Regions from separate parts of the Ovis aries genome. Here all the other regions are linked to region 2. A link is a contact called in public Hi-C data. All regions are on one chromosome and are shown on one strand. Each heading gives the region's core, a stretch centred on a gene start, on an enhancer-like site or on the middle of the called end of the contact. The rest is flanking DNA. Distances are from core to core; before and after follow the strand shown.

Region 1 (3,000 bases), core at 367-2,866, 230 kb after region 2:
GTCGCAGCATATGAAATCTTCCATCTCCATTGCAGCCTGTGGGATCTAGTTCCCTGACCAGGGATTGAACCTGGGCCCCTGGTATTGGGAGCCCATAGTCTTAGTCACTGGGCCACCAGGGAGGTCCCTCCCATGTCAAGTTAATCCAATCCAGTATTCATGTATTACATTCCTGTGGCTGCTGTAAAAAATTATCACAAACTTGATGGCTTAAAACAACAGAAACTTACTCCTTCCCACGTCTAGAGGCCCTAGAGGAGAACCTGCTCCACGCTGCATCCAGTGGCTGGCTGCCAGCAGCCCTTGGGCTTATAGCCACATCACCCTCATCTTTCAGGCCAGCATCTTAAAATCTCCCTTAGCTCCATCTTCACATAACCATTTTCTCTATCAAACTTCCTCAGCATCCCTCTTGTAAGAAGATTACATGTGTGTGCTTTCAGGGACCACTTGGATAACGTAGGATAGTTACCTCATCTCAACATTCTTAATCACATCTGCAAAGATCCTCCCACCCCCACCCTCAGGCTCCATGGATTAGGATATGGATATCTTTCATGGGCACATTGATTCATTCAATACACATGACTCAACCCTTTACTGAAAATTTATATAACTCAGCATTCAGTCTTCAGTTCAGTCGCTCAGTCATGTCTTGAGTCTTTGCGACCCCATGAACTGCAGCATGCCAGGCCTCCCTGTCCATCACCAGCTCCTGGAGTCCACCCAAACCCATGTCCATTGAGTCGGTGATGCCATTCAGCCAGCATTCAGTCTTATGGGTATGCAAAAATTTATAAAACAGAGTCTTTGACTTCTGATTTTAATAAAGTTGATGTGTTCCCCCTTGTCTGGAAATCATCTGTATCAGTCAGGGTCCAGTCAAGACAAGAGGTTCCAGAGATTTCCTTGGTGACCCAATGGCTAAGACTCCATGCTCCCAATGCAGAGGCCCTGGGTTCAGTCCCTGGTCAGGGAACTAAATCCTGCCTGCTGCAACAAAGGACTAAAACAGCCAAATAAACAAATAAAAGAAAACAGGTTTCATACTGGTTATTTTAACAGAATGTGAGATAGGACAGTGATTAAACAGGGGCTGGAGGACTCAAAAAACAAAAAGAGGACACTGAGGTCGAACCAAGATATACGCTACCCCAAGAAGCAACTCCCACCTGAAGCGCTGGGGGAATGATGAAAAGTCGCTAAAGGGGAGGCCTCCAGGGACGGCGGAGCCTGGTGGGCTGCCGTCTATGGGGTCGCACAGAGTCGGACAGGACTGACTGAAGTGACTTAGCAGCAGCAGCAGCTTGGAGGTGAGTTCTGGACCTCGGAAAAGAGGTGGGATCCAGCGGCTGCTACCATCCCAACTGCTCCGAGGAAGGGCTGGTACTGGGCTCCACCCCCAAGGAGAGATGCTGTGGCATCATGTGAGTGTATCGGGAGACTGCGGGGAGGCTGAAGCCTGGACCCCCACATCAAGCTGGAGGCGGAAGCCAACCTTTGCTGCCCGGTGTGACATGCGCGCATTGCTGGTGAAATACTGCGCAAGCCCAGCAAGCACCGGGCACGTCTCAGCTCTGGCCGCCTGGTCTTCCCTCTAGCGCCCCCTGCTGGCAGAAGCCCGCAGGACGCTATCTAGCAGGAGAAACGCCGCCGAGTTCCAGCTCCAGCACTTCAGAGCAGAGCACAAAAGGGTCGATTTGGAGCGAAAAGACAGTAGCAATCCATCCAAGCCACCCCCTGGCTCCTCAGCATCCAGTTCCACCCTGCCACCTACATTTGAACTTCCATATTCCCACAAAACAAATTGATGCTTCTGCCTAACAAGCTAGATCCAACTATCCTTCAAATAAATGAAGATATTCTCAGCCTTTCCCCAAAAGGGGATGCACTAAGTCTGTACAGCCATCGCTAAACGATGTTAATAACTACATTGATGCTGATAATATAAAGCTATATTATATATATATATTTCTTTTATATGTATATGTGTTTGTATGGGGGCGGGGTGTGGGGGCAGTAGCTTCCCAGGTGGCACTAGTGGTAAAGAACCCGCCTCCAACGCAGGAGATAAAAGAGAAGTGGGTTCCATTCCTGGATCGGGAAGATCCCCTGGAGGAGGGCATGGCAATCCACTCCAGTATTCTTGCCTAGAGAATCCCATGGACAGAGGAGCCTGACGGGCTATGGTCCATAGGGTTGCAAAGGGTCAGACACGACTGAGCAACTTCACACACGTGCATGTGTGTGTGTGTCTTATAGGGAGAGTTGGGTCTCCCGAAAGGATGGGCTAATGTCCTGACCCTCAGTACCTCAGAATGTGACCTCATTTAGAGATAGGGTCTTTGCAGATGTAATAAAGTCTGCTGCTGCTGCTAAGTCGCTTCAGTCGTGTCCGACTCTGTGCAACCCCATAGACGGCAGCCCACCAGGCTCCGCCGTCCCTGGGATTCTCCAGGCAAGAACACTGGAGTGGGTTGCATTTCCTTCTCCAATGCATGAAACTGAAAAGTCTAGATGAGGTCATTAGGGTGGACCCTAATCTAATCTGACTAGTGTTCCTACAGGAAGTGGCAAATGACATGTGAAGATACGGACCCAGAAAGAACAGCATGTTCTCAGAGGCAGAGATTAGGGTGATGTGTATACAAGCCAAGAAACCACCAGAAACTGAAAAAGAGGCAACAAAAAAGTATTCCCTTGCGCCAGTGAAGAGAGCATGATCCTGACCACACCTTGATTTCAGACTCCACCTCCTGAACTGTCAGAAAATAAATTTCTGTTGTTTTTAAGATACTCACCCTGTGCCTTTGTTACGGCAGCACTAGGAAACTAGCTGTGTGTGTGTGTGTGTGTGTGTGTGTGTGTGTGAGTGTGAGTGTGTATGTGTGTATAGAATAAGTAAGAAAGTGTACCTAGCTAGCCTATTCTCATTCTGGTAATTCACTACAAGACTGTACTTGATGTCAATAGTTTCTTTCTTCCATTCCCCATCCTGTG
Region 2 (2,931 bases), core at 182-2,681:
TTGGAGCTTCAGCATCAGTCCTTCCAATTAATATTCAGGGTTGATTTCCCAACATGTTCCAGTAACTTCCCTGGTGACTCAGACGGTAAAAGCGTCTGCCTACAATGCGGGAGATCCAGGTTCGATCCCTGGGTCGGAAAGATCCTCTGGAGAAGGCAATGGCAACCCACTCCAGTACTCTTGCCTGGAAAATCCCATGGACGGAGGAGCCTGGTGGGCTGCAGTCCATGGGGTCACAAAGAGTCGGACACAACTGAGTGACTTCACTTTCTTTCACTAGGTGCAATTTATTGAGTGTGGGTTCAACCCAGACTTCCTACTCAGTTACTGAGTTAGCTTTGTAATCTTTTTGTGCCTCATTTTCCACACCTATAAAATGGGTAAAATAGTAATACCTACTTCTTGGGTTTATCAGAACAGTGCTCGGCACACAGAGCTCACCAAATGTGACTGTGATCATTTCAATTACAAGCAGGCTTCCCCTTGGACAAAAATGTCAGGGGTGGGAAGGAAGTGAGCACTCAGACGGTTGGCCTCTATGAGGCCTAAAAGGTACATTTTTCAATCTCTTCCCTTATCCTCTATCCCTCCCACTCTGGTCGTCTTCAGGCTAATCAATCTCAACTCCTGTAGCCCATTTACTTTCTTTGCCAGTTTTGGAGTCCTCCTTGAACCCTTCAACCCCACCAAATACCTAAACCTGGAGAGCTAGGGGCACCCGGCCCATTGCCCTGGGCTATTCAGCTCCTAAAAACCATCCTTCCACGTGTAAACCCCCAAGACTACCTGCTTACTCGATCAGGACTCTAAGCATGGGTGTTTCAGCCTAGTTAATTAGAGGAGACTGACATGCTATTGGGGACCTACTGTGCAAGTATGCCATTAAGAAGTGTGACCCAGGAGGCGTCCCGCACCTGCATGCCCAGGAGACGCCAAGGGGAAATCAGCTTACTCTATAATGAAAAGCGCATTGGAGTCCTTCGAGCTTCGGTTTGGGCAAGTTCCATAATCTGAGTCTCAGTTTCCTCCTCCGGAAAACGGGTCTATCAATACCCGCCTACTACACGGAAGTGCGCCTTCAGAACTGAATGCGACGCTGTACGCCCGTGACTCCAGGTGAATGGGGAAGCTCTGCACGTGCGAGCTGCCCCCGCAGAGAGCAGAGAGGTGCACGTCTGGGGACAGCCCGCGCCCTGACGTGGACCCCACGTGCTCCGAGATCGTGCCATCCAAGCTCGCGCAGACCCCGGGCCGGGAACCAGGCTGGCGGGCCTCTTGAGTAGCTCATGACGCCAGAGAAGCCGTGGGGACGCGGGAAAAAGGCGGCGAAAACCCGGGGAAGCGAAGGGGGCGGCGCCCCCCGCAGAAGGAGGACTGGGCGTGGGGCGGAGGCCGAGGCTCCTCCCGCCCTTGGCCTCCCCCGTCTTGCCCCCCCTCCTCCGATTGCTCCCCGCTCCTCCCCCGCCCCGCGCGCATCCGGCGGCGGGCACAGGATGTTCTTTCGCTCGGGCCCCCCCACCCCCGCCCCCGCTCTCACTTTCCCTCCGCTCCCATCCCCCACTCCCGCCGCCGGCACCTTGTTTAACTCTTTCCCTTCCGCGCTTCGCAGCGCCCAGCGCGCCCTTGCTGGGGAGGGGGGTCCCACCCTTCCCGCCCACCCCCAGGACAGGGAGCTCGATCCAGGGCGGCATGGGAAGAAGGGCCCCGGCCCAGCGCTGGGGCTCGGTTCTCCGGATCCACTGGCCCGTCGGGGGTGGGAGGGGACGGGATGAAGAGAGATCCTAGGGCCTGAAGCCAGCCTTCTCCGGACCCCCCAGACCAGCTCACCACTGGTGCCAGGTGGGCTGGGGGTGGGGGTGCCCGCAAATCCGGCGAGTCCCGCGACCGAGGAGGGCAGCCAGCTGGGCGGAGTTAGCGTCCGCGCCAGACCAGACGTAGGGTCAGCAAGGTCGAGGACCCCAACCTCATCCTCTCCCTGGTTGGGATGAGAAGGGGGCCCCCGGCTCTCCGGGAGAGGATGGAGAGAGGTCACGCCCTTCGCGTACACGTCACTGTTTCCAAGGCAACCAGGGGCGGAGACGCAGGCTGGGGAAGGAGAGACCTTAGCGAAACATGGTTGCTAGAGACACTGGGACCCGGGGGTGGGGGGTGCGTTGGGGTGGGGAGGCGGCGTGGGCGGCCTTTTCAATCTTTGCTTTTCGCTCGCTGGTGCTCCAAAAAGCTGAGGGCCGGACAGGTGCGGTTCATTCGACAGACGTTCGTTGAGCTTGAACCGTGCTTGGCATCAGGCTTAGGCACTGCGTTCTGGCGGCGCTGGATCCGAACCCTGCCCTCGCTGATTATTTTGAGTCAGGGTAGAGTGGCTATGCATCCTGGGTTACCTCCGTGGAACTGGTGTTAACTGTCCCTTCTAATCGCTTAGAAATGTCTTAGTTGGGGGTTGGAGGACAGTAGTTAAGGTACCGCATCCCCCAATTCAAGAAAAGCTCCCGCAGAGCAGGGCTGCTGTCTGCTCGCTTTGCAGCCAGCACTATGTTCTCTGTAATCTTTGCCTCTCTCACCTTTTACAGATGAAGCAGGCTCAGAAAGGTGAAGAGGCTTGCCCAAGGCCATACAGCTAAGTGTTGCACCTAGGTCCTTGTGGCCTTCAAAATCCAAGAGCCCAATCTTACTTAGTCTTTCTTTTCAAGACAGATGATATTAAACAAGTAAATAAATAAACCCTGTCTCTGCCGTGAAGGAGCTTATAATATTTGAAGCTGAAAATATTACAGGACATAATGAAGCAATAAAATCTAGGAAAGATTAAAGGCCACCCATAAGGCTTAGAGGGAAGTTGATGACAAAATGATCCAAGCGGGGTGGAGATTATCAGAGCCTTTGAGCTGGGTTATGAGGTGGTGATGGGATCAAGCTCACTGGGTCTGTGTG
Region 3 (3,028 bases), core at 136-2,635, 250 kb after region 2:
CTGACTGTTCTTCTCGCAGTGGGTGGGTTCCTGTCGCCTCCTGGTGGTAAGACTAAGTCAGTGCGCACACCCTGACTTCCCCGTTTCCCCATCCAACTCTGCCCCAACTCCCACCTGGCCCATTCCATCCCAAGCTCACCCTACTCAGAAGCCTTAGGTCCCTCCGCGAGGGTGAAAGATCAAGGCGGGAGGGGCTGGGGTCTGAGGCTCCCAGAGTCCCTTCCACAGCCTCAACCTAGGGATGGTGAGTCGTTGGCACTGACTCCCTGGACGGTCCTGAAGAAGCCACTTCTGTCCTGACTCCCCCTTGATAGTAAGAATGGAGCTGAATGCCAGTTCTAGGCTGGAGGTCTTATAGGTATCATCTCATTTGATCTTCACATAAAGAAGAGGGACTTAGAACCTTTCCCACAGACGAGGAAATTGAGACGTAGAGAAGGTGAGTGACCGGCACAAAATCACACATTGCGACAGTGGAGCCAGACCTCAAGCCCAGGTGGATCTTTCTTTAAAGGATTTTATTTTCTTTTTTCAGAAAGGAAAGCTACAGAGTTAGAAACTTTCACCAGAATTTAATATACTGCTTGATTCTTCAAAACAGCCTCAGGCTTTTCAGCTCTGGACACTCAGGTTACGCAAAAACCTTGCAAAACTGATTCAGCCAGAACCTTCATGCTTTCTCACTAAAGAACAGTCAAACCCAGGCAGATCTTAAACTATGGTTATTTCTATTAAGCTAGAACGCCTACAAGGAGAAGGCAATGGCAACCCACGCCAGTACTCTTGCCTGGAAAATCCCATGGACAGAGGAGCCTGGTGGGCTGCAGTCCATGGGGTAGTGAAGAGTTGGACACGACTGAGCGACTTCACTTTCACTTTTCACTTGCATGCATTGGAGAAGGAAATGGCAACCCACTCCAGTTTCTTGCCTGGAGAATCCCAGGGACCGGGGAGCCTGGTGGGCTGCCGTCTATGGAGTCGCACAGAGTCGGACACGACTGAAGCGACTTAGCAGCAGCAGCAGCAGCAGAGAGCCTACAAACTAGTGATTATCCGCCTGGGCTGGACACTGAATTCACCTGGGGAAACTTAAAGAATATTCATGCCTGGGCTCCACCCCAGAGATTCTGGTTACTTGGCCTGGGATATGGCTTCAGCTCCCCCCTGAGTATTCTTGTGGGCAGCCCGTGTTAACCACTGCGCTAAAGTCACTCCTGTTTTCTGTTTCCTGGGGCTCGGGGCTCTGCTCTCTGCTCTGTGGGTAACAGCAAATCTCCCATAAACGATCTGGGCCCAGTCGTTCCACTTGCCCCAGGTTCACAGGTGCACTGGTTGGGGGGGGGGGCGGGAGTGACCGTGCCACGTGACAGCCCCAGCCTGGAGCAGGTGACCTGGTTCTACCACTGAGAGGTAACTGGAGGGCGAACTTCTGTGTGCACCAGGACGCACTCTAGAGTGACGCCCGAGGGTGTGGGGCCCCGGGTTCTGCTGTGTACTAGTTGTGTTGGCCTTGGGCAAGTGACTGCACCTGTCTGTGAAGTTGCTGGTATGGAAAGCATGTATGAAAGTAAAAAATCGACGGCACAATATGGCTAAGTATTAAATGAGCTAACTGATAGGAAACCCACTTAGAACGATGCCCAGAACCCAGCAAGCTCTCAATAAATGTTCCGGCTGCTGCTGCTATTATTATTCCTCACTGCCACAACAGCGCAGGTGCGGACTGCTCACCGAAAGGTCAGAAGAAGAAATCCTCTTTCCTTTTTCAGAACTACTGTTCTCGCAAATCACAGAGAGCCCCGCCCAGAGGCGGGCATAGGTCTGAGCTGGCCAATCAGAGTACATCCATCCTAGGACTTAGATCCAGGGGTAAGCAAGGGACCAAGGTGCAGCCAGTCAGGCCTCCGCTTGGGGGAGCTGATGAGCTCAGGGAGTCGTCTGAGGTCACCTTTCCCAGGAACGCAGAGGAGAGCAGAGAGGGTGAGAGAGGGGGACTTGGGGACGCCTTTTGAGCCCCTGGGTACAGCCATGCCAGAAGTGAGACTCCCTCTAGCTGACCCAGTTGAGGGTGCAATCCTTTTGTGCTTATGCTAGTTTACACTGGGCTTCTGTTACCTGTCACTTACACGGCTTTAGGTTGGGTTCATAGTCCCTGTTCATCCTCAAGGATTCAGTTGAGGCAATGTCTAGGAAGTGGCGTCTTATGCGGAGGCTGGGCCTGAAGGCAACTGTTAAATCAGGGTAATTACCCATAAGTGATGGAGAAGGAAATGGCAACTCACTCCAGTATTCTTGCCTGGAGAATTCCATGGACAGAGGAGCCTGGTGGGCTACAGTCCATGGGGTCACAAAGAGTCAGACACGACTAAGTGACTGACGCGCGCACACACACCCCTGTAAGTGAAAATCGCACAGAGCAGAACTGCCCTTGACAATTCCTCAGAGATTGAGAAGGACTACAGAGACATCACAACCAATGCAAAGTGTTCCCCTGAACCTAGAAGGGCCATTACTGGGACAGCAGGAAAAATCTATCGGTCTCTGGCCAAGGGTATTCCAGAGTTCATCACACTATTCTTGAAACTTATGTGTCAATATGAAGTTGTTTCAAAAATAAAAAAACACCACTGGAGGAAAAAAAATGAACATTGGAGGGGACAAAAAGGAAAAGTTTTTGAAGAAAAACTCTCATAAACCGCCTGTCAAATAGTGTACCTGCCACCACATACACCACATTGGAGGCACAAACGGACTTTGAACAACAGCCAGAGGGCTGCTCCACCAGGGGCAGAAGAAGGCCACATCTCCTCCCCTGAGCACTAGGTGGAGAGACAGGCATTTAAGGGCCCACTTGTGCCAGAAATCTGTATCTTTAAAGGCTAAAAACACTAGAGTCACACATGTTGATCTGCACACATGTTGCAGATCAAGACAGAATAAGAAACAGGCAGGGTCTCCCCTCCCCATTCACAGCATCCAAGACAGTTCTTTGTCTCTCTCTCCCCGTTTAGTTACTCATCACACACCG

Evidence for each region. Hi-C and Micro-C count contacts between places; a contact is called where the count stands out from the background.
Region 1: a contact with region 2 is called in a Hi-C map of liver, with 5 times the contacts expected there. The contact joins two enhancer-like sites. A contact is called at or near these places in 10 of 16 Hi-C or Micro-C datasets (blood, hypothalamus, liver and 5 more).
Region 3: a Hi-C map of liver shows a contact between it and region 2, with 4 times the contacts expected there. The contact joins two enhancer-like sites. A contact is called at or near these places in 4 of 16 Hi-C or Micro-C datasets (blood, liver, omental adipose tissue and 1 more).

Annotation. Positions count from the first base shown.
Region 1 is chr20:9,624,082-9,627,081 of ARS-UI_Ramb_v3.0, reverse strand. No RefSeq gene overlaps it. Among named protein-coding and RNA genes, the nearest start is that of TULP1, 24 kb to the right of the region's middle. Within about 2 kb of position 1,616, at least 2 of the 54 cell types and tissues checked have an H3K27ac peak or open chromatin away from gene starts, as enhancers often do. A contact at or near this core is called in liver, where this site is marked.
Region 2 is chr20:9,854,446-9,857,376 of ARS-UI_Ramb_v3.0, reverse strand. ARMC12 (armadillo repeat containing 12) reads right to left here. Exons shown (of 9, transcript XM_060403597.1): 3 at 1-2,931. Among named protein-coding and RNA genes, the nearest start is that of ARMC12, 5.4 kb to the right of the region's middle. Within about 2 kb of position 1,431, at least 42 of the 54 cell types and tissues checked have an H3K27ac peak or open chromatin away from gene starts, as enhancers often do. A contact at or near this core is called in liver, where this site is marked.
Region 3 is chr20:9,606,153-9,609,180 of ARS-UI_Ramb_v3.0, reverse strand. No RefSeq gene overlaps it. Among named protein-coding and RNA genes, the nearest start is that of TULP1, 6.4 kb to the right of the region's middle. Within about 2 kb of position 1,385, at least 19 of the 54 cell types and tissues checked have an H3K27ac peak or open chromatin away from gene starts, as enhancers often do. A contact at or near this core is called in liver, where this site is marked.